Regions from separate parts of the Capra hircus genome. Here region 2 is linked to region 1. The links are chromatin contacts, called in public Hi-C maps. All regions are on one chromosome and are shown on one strand. Each heading gives the region's core, a stretch centred on a gene start, on an enhancer-like site or on the middle of the called end of the contact. The rest is flanking DNA. Distances are from core to core; before and after follow the strand shown. Region 1 has its middle 470 kb from the start of ETS1. Region 2 has its middle 39 kb from the start of KCNJ1.

Region 1 (5,647 bases), core at 236-2,735:
AATCTGTTCAACATCAAAATAAATGGTTAGAATCTGTGGATCTAGTTAGGAGGGTTCATTTCCGTTCAATAAGCATTTGTTGAGCTTTCCTATGGACATGTGCTGTTCATTGCCCCCGGACACGGCCCTGTGGACAAGCTGCATGCTGGCTCCAGGTATAAGACAAAGTAAATACGATATGACGTATGTTCCTTTAGACATCACAATTTCAATCATGGGAGCAATGGGGGAGAACTTGGGATAAATACCTCTAATATAAGACATTACAGGAGATGTTTCAAACCAAAAATGATCACTAAATTTCCTGTATGTTTCAAGGAGCAATCAGCTCTTACCAACGGAAATGGTGGGTTGAGACAAGGTCAATGGAAGTGACACGGCCAAGGTCTTGACGGAGGATGGCAAATCAGCTGGGGGAAGTGATGAGAATTACACAGAATCGGGGCTTTTGCCCCTGTTGCTCTGCAGCTCCTATATAACCTGACTTCGCCCCTTCCAGCCCCATAGTCTGGCGTTAGCTTGGAATTTCAGGTCAGGGGTAGGGAGCGCGTGGTTATGAAGCAGGCTCCATCCTCTAGGTGTTTTGACTTGGAGGAGATTAGAATTAGGCTGCTGGAGTGATCTGATTCCTGCAACAATGAGATACTGTTGACTATTGATCTATGAGAAGTCGGCACTGATGATCTGTCCTGTTGGTGACTAGGGCGCAGTGAAAAGAGACGAGGAGAGAGAGCGGAAGCCCCAGAGAGAGCAGGTGAAACACGACCCAGCCTCCAGTCCACTTCAAGAGACTCTGATTCTCCTTTCCTTGGGTGCAGGGCCTGGGTCCGCACCTCTGGTTAGCGCCTCAAAGCGAGGGTCAGTGGGGGTTGCTGGCAAGAACAGAGACACGGTCCCTTGCATCACTGACCTGCACTGTATTCTCAGGCGAATAATCTTTCCTGGACTTACTGTCCCTACTTTAAATTGAGGATAATAATCCATGGCCCTTTGTTATCAGTCTAAGTGGAAAATGAGAGCCTGAAGGTGAAGAACTTGAAAGTCACAAAGACAAAGGAGCCCTTTCATAAAATTTCCAGAGTCGTGTCAGCTTCAACTAGCATTTATGAGTCTTTCCTCCAAACCGGGCTCCATGTCCTATATCACGTAGCCTGAATTAACAGAAACGACAAATTGTCCCTGTCTATGGGAAGAAGTTAACCCTTTAAAAACGGTTCGTTGTAGATGTGATATGAATGTATTCAGAGAAGATAGAAGTTTTGAAGGAGGAAGAGGAAGACTTTTTATTTAACGCCGGAATTTCCATGTTTGGCTAACTTGAGAATTTTATTTCTACCAGTTATATTTACTGTGCTTACACCCCGAGAAGTCTGATCTTAATTCTGCAAACTCTGAGGCCGGCTTTGGACTGTCCACGGTGCCATCGCAGGCAGAAAGCAGAGAGGACACTGACAGGCGTCGCTAGCAGGTCCCGTCCTGGACTCGAGGGGAGGAAGTTAGCAGGCCCTGGGGCGGGGTCGTGCCGGGAGCGAGCTTTGATCCTGCTGTTTGCTGGGGGTGGGGCATATTAGCATGACTGCGGGGAGGGACGCATCTCTATATCTGGGAGCTGGAAAAAAACTGGTGCTCACACCGCAGGCCTCGGTGCCTCAGGAGCCTCTTATCTAATGTGTGACTGCAACTATTTTCCCAAGAAAATTAAAGCGACTTAGTCAGTTAACCTGAAATTCCCAGCAGGGCTCTGCTGCTGGGTTGGAAGTTTTCTCTCCAGATTGTGGAGGCTGAGCGAGCAGGAAGCGCAGATCCCGTCAGAGATGGGGTTCCACTGCCACCTAGTGGGCACTGATGGGGCTGCCGCCTGTACCCCTCGCTCCGGAGACCGTCAGAGTGATTGACAAGCAAACAGCCCAGAAGGTTGGGCTTCCCAGGTGATTCAGTCGGTAAAGAATCTGGCTACAATTCAGGAGACCTGGGGTTTCGATCCCTGGGTTGGGAGGGTTTATAGCCCATAGGGTTACCTACAGTTGGACACCACTGAAGTGATTTGGTGTGCACGTAATTTTAGATTCTCCCAATGAGACTAAAATTTAGTTTCACTTCCTCTAAGCAGCTCATATTCTAGAGGAGCTGGCAGACACAAATAATTGCAGACAAATACCGTAAGAGCCTGTGATGGTTAATTTTAGGTTAACTTGTCTAGGTCATGGTACCCAGTTTTGGGTTCAATGCTAGTCCAGATATTTCTGTGAAGGTATTTTTTTGGATGAGATTAAATTTACAACCAGTCGATTTTGAAAAGAGCAGATTCTCTTGTACTTCGGGTAGGTTTCAGCCTACAGGTTGAAGGCCTTATGAGAAAGTGTGCATGCTCCCTTGTTCAGTCATGTCCAACTCTTTACGACCCCATGGACAGTAATCCACCAGTCACCTCTGTCCATGGGATTTCCCAGGCAAGAATACTGGAGTGGGTCGCCACTTCCTTCTCTGGGGGACCTTCCCAACCCAGGAAGCAAGACCACGTCTCTTGCGTCCCCTGCATTGGCAGGCAGATTCTTTACCACTGAGCCACCTAGCAAGCAGCTTCCCAGGTGGCGCCATGGTAAAGAATCTGCCCGCCAATGCAGGGGACGCAAGAGACCTGGGTTCAACCCCTGGGTCAGGAAGATCCCCTGGAGTAGGGAATGGCAACCCTCTCCAGTATTCTTGCCTGGAAAATTCCATGGACAGAGGACCCCAGTCCACGGGGTCACAAAGAGTCAGACACGACTGAACACACACACACACTTAGCAAGCCCTTGTGAGAGAAGACTGAGTCCAAACAAGACTAAGGTCCCTGCCCCCACTCCAAGAAAGGAGGAATCCTGCCTTCAGACCTCAGCTGCAGTATCCACTTTTCCCTAGATCTCCAGTCTGCTGACCTGCCATACAGATTCAAACCCGACATCCCTCGCAAGTGCATGGGCGAATTCCTTAAAATAAGTATCTCTAGGAGAAGGAAATGGCAACCCACTCCAGTGTTCTTGCCTGGAGAATCCCAGGGACAGCGGAGCCTGGTGGGCTGCCGTCTGTGGGGTCGCACAGAGACGGACACGACTGAAGTGACTTAGCAGCAGCAGATAGATGACAGACAGACAGACAGTAGGTAGATAGAGACATACAGGTTTCTCCTATTGATTCTGTTTCTGCGGAGAACCCTCACACAGAGTTATAATCGACCACCCTGAAACATCAGGGAGAACTGGCTTATTCTGCCTGGGAGACTGGGGTAACACTTGGGTTACTTTTTCAAGGATGGACAAACTGAACTTTTCCACATAAGGAAAGGGAAACAAATTTTCCAAGCAAAGGGAATAACCAAACGTGACCTGAGCAGAGCCCCTTGCAGTGCACGACTGAGTGGCCTTCAGTCCCCCTGGTCTGTGGTACCCAAGAGCCCAGGGATGCAAAAGGTTGGAGCAGGTTACCTGGGACCACACTGTGGAGCCCTTGATTACTAAGGGTTTGAGCTTTATCAAAGATGCTAAGATGTTTGACATCATGGGCGTGAATATGCAGTATGAAGTGAAGGTATGAAGTGGGGTGTTTGAACTGCTTTCATGTCAGCTAGGAATAGACAACTCAACCCTAGGAAGCCAACTTCAATTTTTTAGCTCAAATTTTAATTAGAATAATCTGTAGGTGTGAAGACTGAGAAGTGAACCAAAAAGAACCCTGGAGGAGCAGAAATGAAATCAATCTTCTCTGTTTTTCTCTAATATCTTAATATCTTAGTGAAAGAATGTGGCGTGTGATGGATAAGAGTTTTGTCCTGCACTGAGCCAGGCTCACCCTTCCACTGGTTAAGACTACTCTCTAAGCCTCAGTTTCCTTATTTACAAACAGATTGATATTAGTAGCTATTTCCCAAGGCACTTTGCAAAACCTCATTAACCTTTATTTATTTGGAGGACAAGGCTATTAAAGCAAAACCTTAGAACTGCTTTATATAAGATTGGAGTTCTTTTTAAAGGGTAGTTTTGAATACCATCCCGCCCTTTTTCAAATAGTCATACTGGTGTATTAACTGGTAACAGAAGTGTCTGTCTTCTGTCTTTGAAGACGATCCATCAGAGGTACAATCAAGTTCTTGTCTTACCAAAGGGGAAGACGAAAGACCCAGATTCGATTGTGTCAATCGGTGATGGTGAATGCAGACAAGTTCAGAGAACGTGTTACTTGCCCACGCTGGTGTTTGCCTTGTGGTCAGACCCTTGGGGCTCCCAGGAGGTCATGGTGGAACCATGTAAGGGGGTCAGGGTGTGTGGTTCTAAAGCCCTGTTACGAAAGAAAATGCACTTCATAGGGTCATCACCATCTCAACCTCCCTGGACTTTCCCTGGGTGCTCTATACCTCTGCAGTGGGGGGCTGTGACTTGGGGGGCGGAGCGGTCAGATGGCTAAATGATCCAGAAGTAGCCCTTTGCAATGCCTGAGGCAGCCTGGCCCTCATTAATACAACCGGCTCAGACGCCCGAGGCCAGAATGACAACCGGACAATTGCACTTGTCATCTGCCTAGAAGTTGGTAACAGAAAAGTATTTCCTCTGACAGGGTTAATGCTGGTTGAATATTTCTGGGGCACCTACAGATAGGTCCTGCACAGAACATATGATCTGCTGAGACGTTTTAAGCCACTGCAAATTTTCACAGCAATAAATATGATGATTCAACCATGCACACACACGTACACCAACACAAAGACACATACACACATTCCCAAGTGTCAAACGAAATTTAGGGCTGGCTTCCCAGGGCCCCAGATGCATCTTGCACAGGCGGGGACTCCTCTAAGCTTGGTTCAGCTCTCTCTGAACCCCTGGTCTCCTGCTTTAAAGAGGAAGTGTCATGCAGGCTGCTGATCTCTGAGACCTACTTGGCTGCCCAAAGCTTGAGAGCTAAGTTTTGTGTTTGAGTGAGTGATTGAAAGTTGCTCAGTTGTGTCTGACTCTTTGTGACCCCATGGACTACACAGTCCATGGAATTCTCCAGGCCAGAATACTGGAGTGGGTAGCCTTTCCCTTCCCCTGGGGATCTTCCCAATCCAGGGATCAAACCCACGTCTACCGCATTGCAGGTGGATTCGTTACCATCTGAGCCACAAGGGAAGGCCTTTGTGTTCAAGGGCAGTAGCTACTTGAAGAATAGGATTCTGGCTACATTGACCCTCCCACAGACTCCTGAGTGCTCAGCACTTATTTTTTATTTTTGTACTGATGATTTATCCAATATTGCATATCTATACTTTATATATTAAAATACCTTCTATCCGAGGCAAATATATACATAATGTGCATATGTACGTGCTAAGTCACTCAGTCCTGTCTGAGTCTTTGTGACCCTATGGACTGCAGCCCGCCAGGCTCCTCTGTCCATGGGGATTCTCCAGGCAATAATACTGGTGTAGGTTGCCATGTCCTCCTCCAGGGATTCTTCCCCACCCAGGGATGAAAACTGTGTCTCCTTCATTGCAGGCAGATTCTTTACCACTGAGCCACTGGGAAAGACCATATACACAATACTTGCCTCAAATCTTACACAATCACAACAGTAGTACAGATAATTGACCTCAAATCATACATGATAGTAACAATAATAACACCACCATAAT
Region 2 (5,342 bases), core at 222-2,721, 800 kb after region 1:
TTTCAGCTTTATTGTAGAGAAAATGGAAAGCAACTGGACTCCAGGAGACTCTTCATAAATGATGACTTTCTCTTCTGGCACCATAACCTCTCTAGAGTTATAAACTTCTACTTTTATCACATTTATTTTTTCAAAGGCTTTCACAGTCGTTTTAACAGCCCAATAATGATTAGATGATCCAGATATTTTATGTCTCTCTGTTCAATGTGTAAACAACAAAATGGTTATTAAAGAGCTTTCTGGGTCGGCCAAAGCCCTCCCTCCACCGGCTAACTGTTGGAGGCCACTTCACTTTCACTTTTGTGATCTGGAAGCGGATGGCGCCACCTGCTGGCCAGAAGCACGTTGCACTAACTGGAAGGTACAGCCTTGCTTATAACTGACCCACTGACCTCCTGTGTATGCTCCCCTCCCTGTAACCTTCCTCTCCAGGTAGGGCTGTAATAACACCTGTTTCTACTCCCCTGGCCCCCTGGTGGAGTGTCTGAAACACAGGTGGAGTTAGAAACCTACACTTTCTGAGGTCCATCAAGACACACTGGACACATTATCTCCTCCCGTGACCCTCAGTCTCTCTACGTATGACTGGGTCGAGCAGGGTTTTCATAAGGTCTTTTCACCACTAAGCTTCTAGGATTTAGTGTGTCTGCAGTAGAAGCAGAAGCAGTGATGGGAGGAAGGGGAGCTATTTTGTATCCGGTTAAGACCAAGAAAGCAAAGGGCAGTGGTGATGCTCATGCTAAAGGAGTAGGTCACTGTGTGAGACCAGCCACAGGGCCAGGCACACCTTACCTTCATCCTCAGAATCATCACCTCGGCTGCAGCATCACTCAAGCTACCGTCTCCTGGGAGCCTGTATCAGGCTCTTTGCTGGATGCTTTACATACTATTTCATTGTGTATTATTTCATATAGTTGTCCTTACAGGGACCCTCTAAGGTGGGGGATCATGTAAATCAACTCTACTCCAGCAAAAATTAAAAAAAAATTTTTTTAAGTGGTTCAGAAAGGTTAAGATCTAGTTTGTGGCTTCCAGGGTGACTCAGTGGTAAGGAATCTGCCTGCAATGCAAGAGATCTGAGTTTGATCCCTGGGTCAAGAAGATCTCCTGGAGGAGAAAATGGCAACCCACTCCAGTATTCTTGCCTGGGAAACCCCAAAAACAGAGGAGCCTGGCGGGCTATAATCCATGAGGTCACAAAGAGTCGGACACGACTGAGTGACTCAACAACAACAAAGAACTAGTTTTAGACAACACGGCCAATGGGGAAAGCTGTGTTTGACCAAGCATGTCTGTCTTCCAAGCCTCTGAACTTCACACTGGCCTTGCCGCCTTCACCTCTCCTCTTCATCACCTCTGTCTTTTCTTCCATGCTATCAGCAGGGCATGTCCTTCAGAGGTGGCCCCGGGCTCAGGTGGGGTGTGGCCACCACTACCAACGTGGGGAAGTGAGAGAGCCGTTGGGATCATGGCGGCCCCTCACTGCCACTCAGAGTGCAGCCAGAACCAGATGGGCCGGTAGTGCAGACCCCACACATCAGTGGACCACTTACTTTTCACATCACCCTGTGAAGTGGACAAGCCACTCGCCTTCTCAGGCTGCTCAGTGCCAAGTAGATGTATGTGGCTTCCTTGTCCCCAGGAAAGCAGTTAAAGGATGGGCCTGTCCAGGCCCCAGACTCACTCCCTCTGGTCCTGGTGAGTAGTCCCCTGACCTTGGCTTCCACCTTCCTGGTGAGCTTTCCTTCAAGAACGGTGACCCCCAGGCATGAGGAATATGGGTGACTTCAGGAAAGAGCCCTGAAGTGACTCGAAAGCAGAAGCCCAGGGCCCTCGCCCTTGCTTCCCCCTGCATCGCTAGTGACCTCAGCGTGTGGTCTCTGAGCAGGTTTTCCCCTCCTGGAAAACGAATGCTGACACATCCCTTCCCAGTCCCTGAAAGCTAATTTATGCCTCTAATTTCTCCACTCTACCCAGCACATCAACACCAGAGGCAGATTCCTAAAACACCCATGTAATCAGGTCACTGCCCCTCGAGGACTCCGGTGGTGGACTGGCAGAGCCAGGGTGCACACTTGGGTCACACGACGAGCCTTCTTTGACCACACAGTAATGCTGCCCTCCTGTAGCTGTGGCCATGGAAATAGTACGTCACTTCCCAGGGGCCCCAGACAACCATGCCTCCTGCTATGTTAGCCTGGGACACGTGCCCACCTGGTGCCCAGCTCTCTGTCCCGTCCTTTCCCTATTTTAAGTCTTACCCATCCAGTAAGCTCAGGTCAGCTGCCATCTCCTCTGGGAAGCCTTCCCCGTTCTCTGCCTCCCTCGGCATGTTCTTTATACTTCCATTGTAGCATCTTATTTATTTCATTTATTGAACTAAGTACCTATGCACAAAATTTCACATACAGTGATAGGTTCCATAACTTCTATCCCCTACAGGGTCCCCTGGATCCTCATCAAAAGGTGATGACCCAGAAGCCCTGGGAACAATCCCCTCTTGTCCTAGCAGAGACCCCAGATTAGGTTCTATGGGAGCAAGGCTCTTTTCTCTTGAGGACACCACTTCTGACTTTTTCACCAACCAAAGATCTTGGGAGTTTTGATTCTTAAAGGGCTGCTCATCCAAGCAGATCAGCTTCCACTGAGAACTCTGGTTCCAAGAGACCAGCTCATTTCCAGGCAGCTGGAGGCACTCTGCAATGGAAGAAGAATGCAAAACGGGCACAGCCAGAATCTCTCTGGCACATAACAGCAGAGTAGGGGCCTCTGCAGCAAGATCCCAGCAAGTGCGGCAGAGCAGTGAAGGCAAGTGGTGGTGGGGGGGGAGGGTGTGGGTGGTGGTGGGAGAGCCCGCAGGAGCTGGTGTTATCTATCAGCAATGGCCCTCACACGATAGTCTGCAGGATGAATTATTAAGTAAACCGTGTTTCTAGAATGCTACCTTTCTGTTTAAGAATGGGAGCGGGATATAGATATGTGTGTATTGCTTATATTTTTCAAAAAGAAATAGCAGCAGAATAAAAAAAAAAGAATGGTTAGCTTGATATGAGGCAAGGAAAGGAGAGGCCACAGGAATAGAAATGAGTGTTCTAAACCCTGTTCCATGATTTTGAAACCATAGAACCGGTCTTTGCATGATTAATCAAAGAAAACAGTGAAAGCCATCTAGGAAAACAATGCGCAAGCTCTCCTCTCCAGAAATCAGCTTAGGCAGGGACTGCCCTGGAAGTCAATGGCACCCCACTCCAGTACTCTTGCCTGGAAAATCCATGGATGGAGGAGCCTGGTGGGCTGCGGTCCATGGGGTCGCTAAGAGTCCGACACGACTGAGCAACTTCACTTTTGCTTTTTACTTTCAAGCATTGGAGAAGGAAATGGCAACCCACTCCAGTGTTCTTGCCTGGAGAATCCCAGGGACAGTGGAGCCTGGTGGGCTGCTGTCTATGGGGTCGCACAGAGTCAGACACGACTGAAGCGACTTAGCAGCAGCAGCAGCGCTGGAAGTCCAGTGGGTGAGACGCTGCACTTCCAATGCAGGGGATGCAAGTTCCATCCCTGCTTGGGGAGCTAAGATCCTACAAACCATGCAGCCAAAAAAAATGTTAAGTAACAACAATAATAAATAGAAATAAGCTTGAACAAAAGGACCTAACTCTGTGTCAGATTGTTGCATGGCCACGCAGAGACAAGAACTCCCACAAGTGACTTTACAAGCACTTCACTGACTGTACATCCCCAGTAGGATATACTGTAAAGAATTTTTAAAATTCCCAATAATTATACATTCCATAATCAATAGTCTTATTGTTAGCAGTAATGTCAACACCATTTTTGGGAAACATAAGCATGTTTCCTAAGGCAAAAAAATAAACTTTCTCCACACTCAGCACTTCTCCCATTTAGCTCTGGTCCCCAGGCTGGTTTAAGCCCCTCAGGATTCTTTATCCCAGTGATAGAAACCATCCTCGCATCCTTACCCTTGCATCCCCAGTGCCTGACTCACAAGAGGTCCTCAACAAACATCTGTTGGGTTGAAATGAAGTCCAGGGTACCAAGGTTCTACTCAAATTCCCCCAACTCATAGCCTGTGCCATGTTCAGGAGGCTTCTGGTCTTTGTCACAGCCCCACTCAGCTCTCTGTGTCCTTTGGCCTTGAAGCATCAGGCAGCCAGGGGTCTAGCCTGGGTACCAGGGCTCCCAGCTTCAAACCCACGCTCCTACCCCACTATGCCACATCAGTAGTCATTTACTTCTTATAAAGAAATTTTTCCATCTATTGTTTCCTCTAATCCTCCCCCTAACCCTATTTCAAAGCTCGCTTTTACTTAAAAAGGAAACTGAGATTCGATGAAGCTAAGTCATTTGTCAAGGACCCTCTGCAAATGAATAATGTAGCTTGGTCAAAAATTCTTCAGACAGATGTAGGATGAAAGCCACCGCTACCCATGTTGTCTTGAGCAAATCATTCATTCATTCATTTACTGACTCAAAACCCCCTTACTGACTACATGAGGCAGTGTGTTGGTGCTATAGGTACACGGAGGTGAATACGGAATATAAACACTGCCCTCCAGGGGTATCCAAAGCTCCATTTCCCCATAGATCAAAATGAAAATATCAGTTTCTACCTCAAATGACGGATTACTGACAGACTGAAATAAACCAACATATATCTAGTTAGTACAGATACTTAGGGTGCATATAGACCTAAAGAGATACCGCTATTCCTAGAACACCCAAGTCCAGAGATGCTTGTTAAGCACCGGCTAGGGGCTCAATCCAGTGCCAAGCAATGTGGGATTTCTCCCAGAGCATGACACAGAACCAGAAATGGGTACTGACTATCCATGGGATCCAGGTAGATGTCTGGCAGCTCTGGCGAGTCCTCCCAGGGGATGACCCATGTTAGAGGATGTAGACTTGAGTGATTTTAAACCCATGGGCTTTCAAGACAGATGTGGGTTTGGATCCCAGCGCTGCCATTGACTAACTAGTGACTCTGGACAAGTTCCTTACCTGAGCTGCCTCTTGTGGAAAACAGGGGGAATAATAGCACCTCACTGGATCATCGGGAAAATAAAGTTAGGTATGTAAGTAAGTGTTAGTCGCTCAGTCAGGTCTGACTCTTTGTGACCTCATGGACTGTGTAGCCTGCCAGGCTCCTCTGTCCATGGGATTTCCCAGGCAAGAATACTGGAGTGGGTAGCCATTTCCTTCTCCAGGGGATCTTCCCAACTGAGGGATCGAACCTGGGGCTCCTGCTTTGCTGGCAGACTCTTTTCCATCTGAGCCACCAGGGAAGACCAGATAGTGTGAACAAAGTGCTTTAAACGGAACCC

The links. A called contact is a pair of places that touch in the nucleus more often than the background predicts.
Region 2: a Hi-C map of liver shows a contact between it and region 1, with 5 times the contacts expected there. The contact joins two enhancer-like sites. A contact is called at or near these places in 2 of 5 Hi-C or Micro-C datasets (blood and liver).

The regions. Positions count from the first base shown.
Region 1 is chr29:30,731,811-30,737,457 of ARS1.2, forward strand. No RefSeq gene overlaps it. Among named protein-coding and RNA genes, the nearest start is that of ETS1, 470 kb to the right of the region's middle. Within about 2 kb of position 1,486, at least 1 of the 5 cell types and tissues checked has an H3K27ac peak or open chromatin away from gene starts, as enhancers often do.
Region 2 is chr29:31,528,275-31,533,616 of ARS1.2, forward strand. No RefSeq gene overlaps it. Among named protein-coding and RNA genes, the nearest start is that of KCNJ1, 39 kb to the right of the region's middle. Within about 2 kb of position 1,472, at least 1 of the 5 cell types and tissues checked has an H3K27ac peak or open chromatin away from gene starts, as enhancers often do.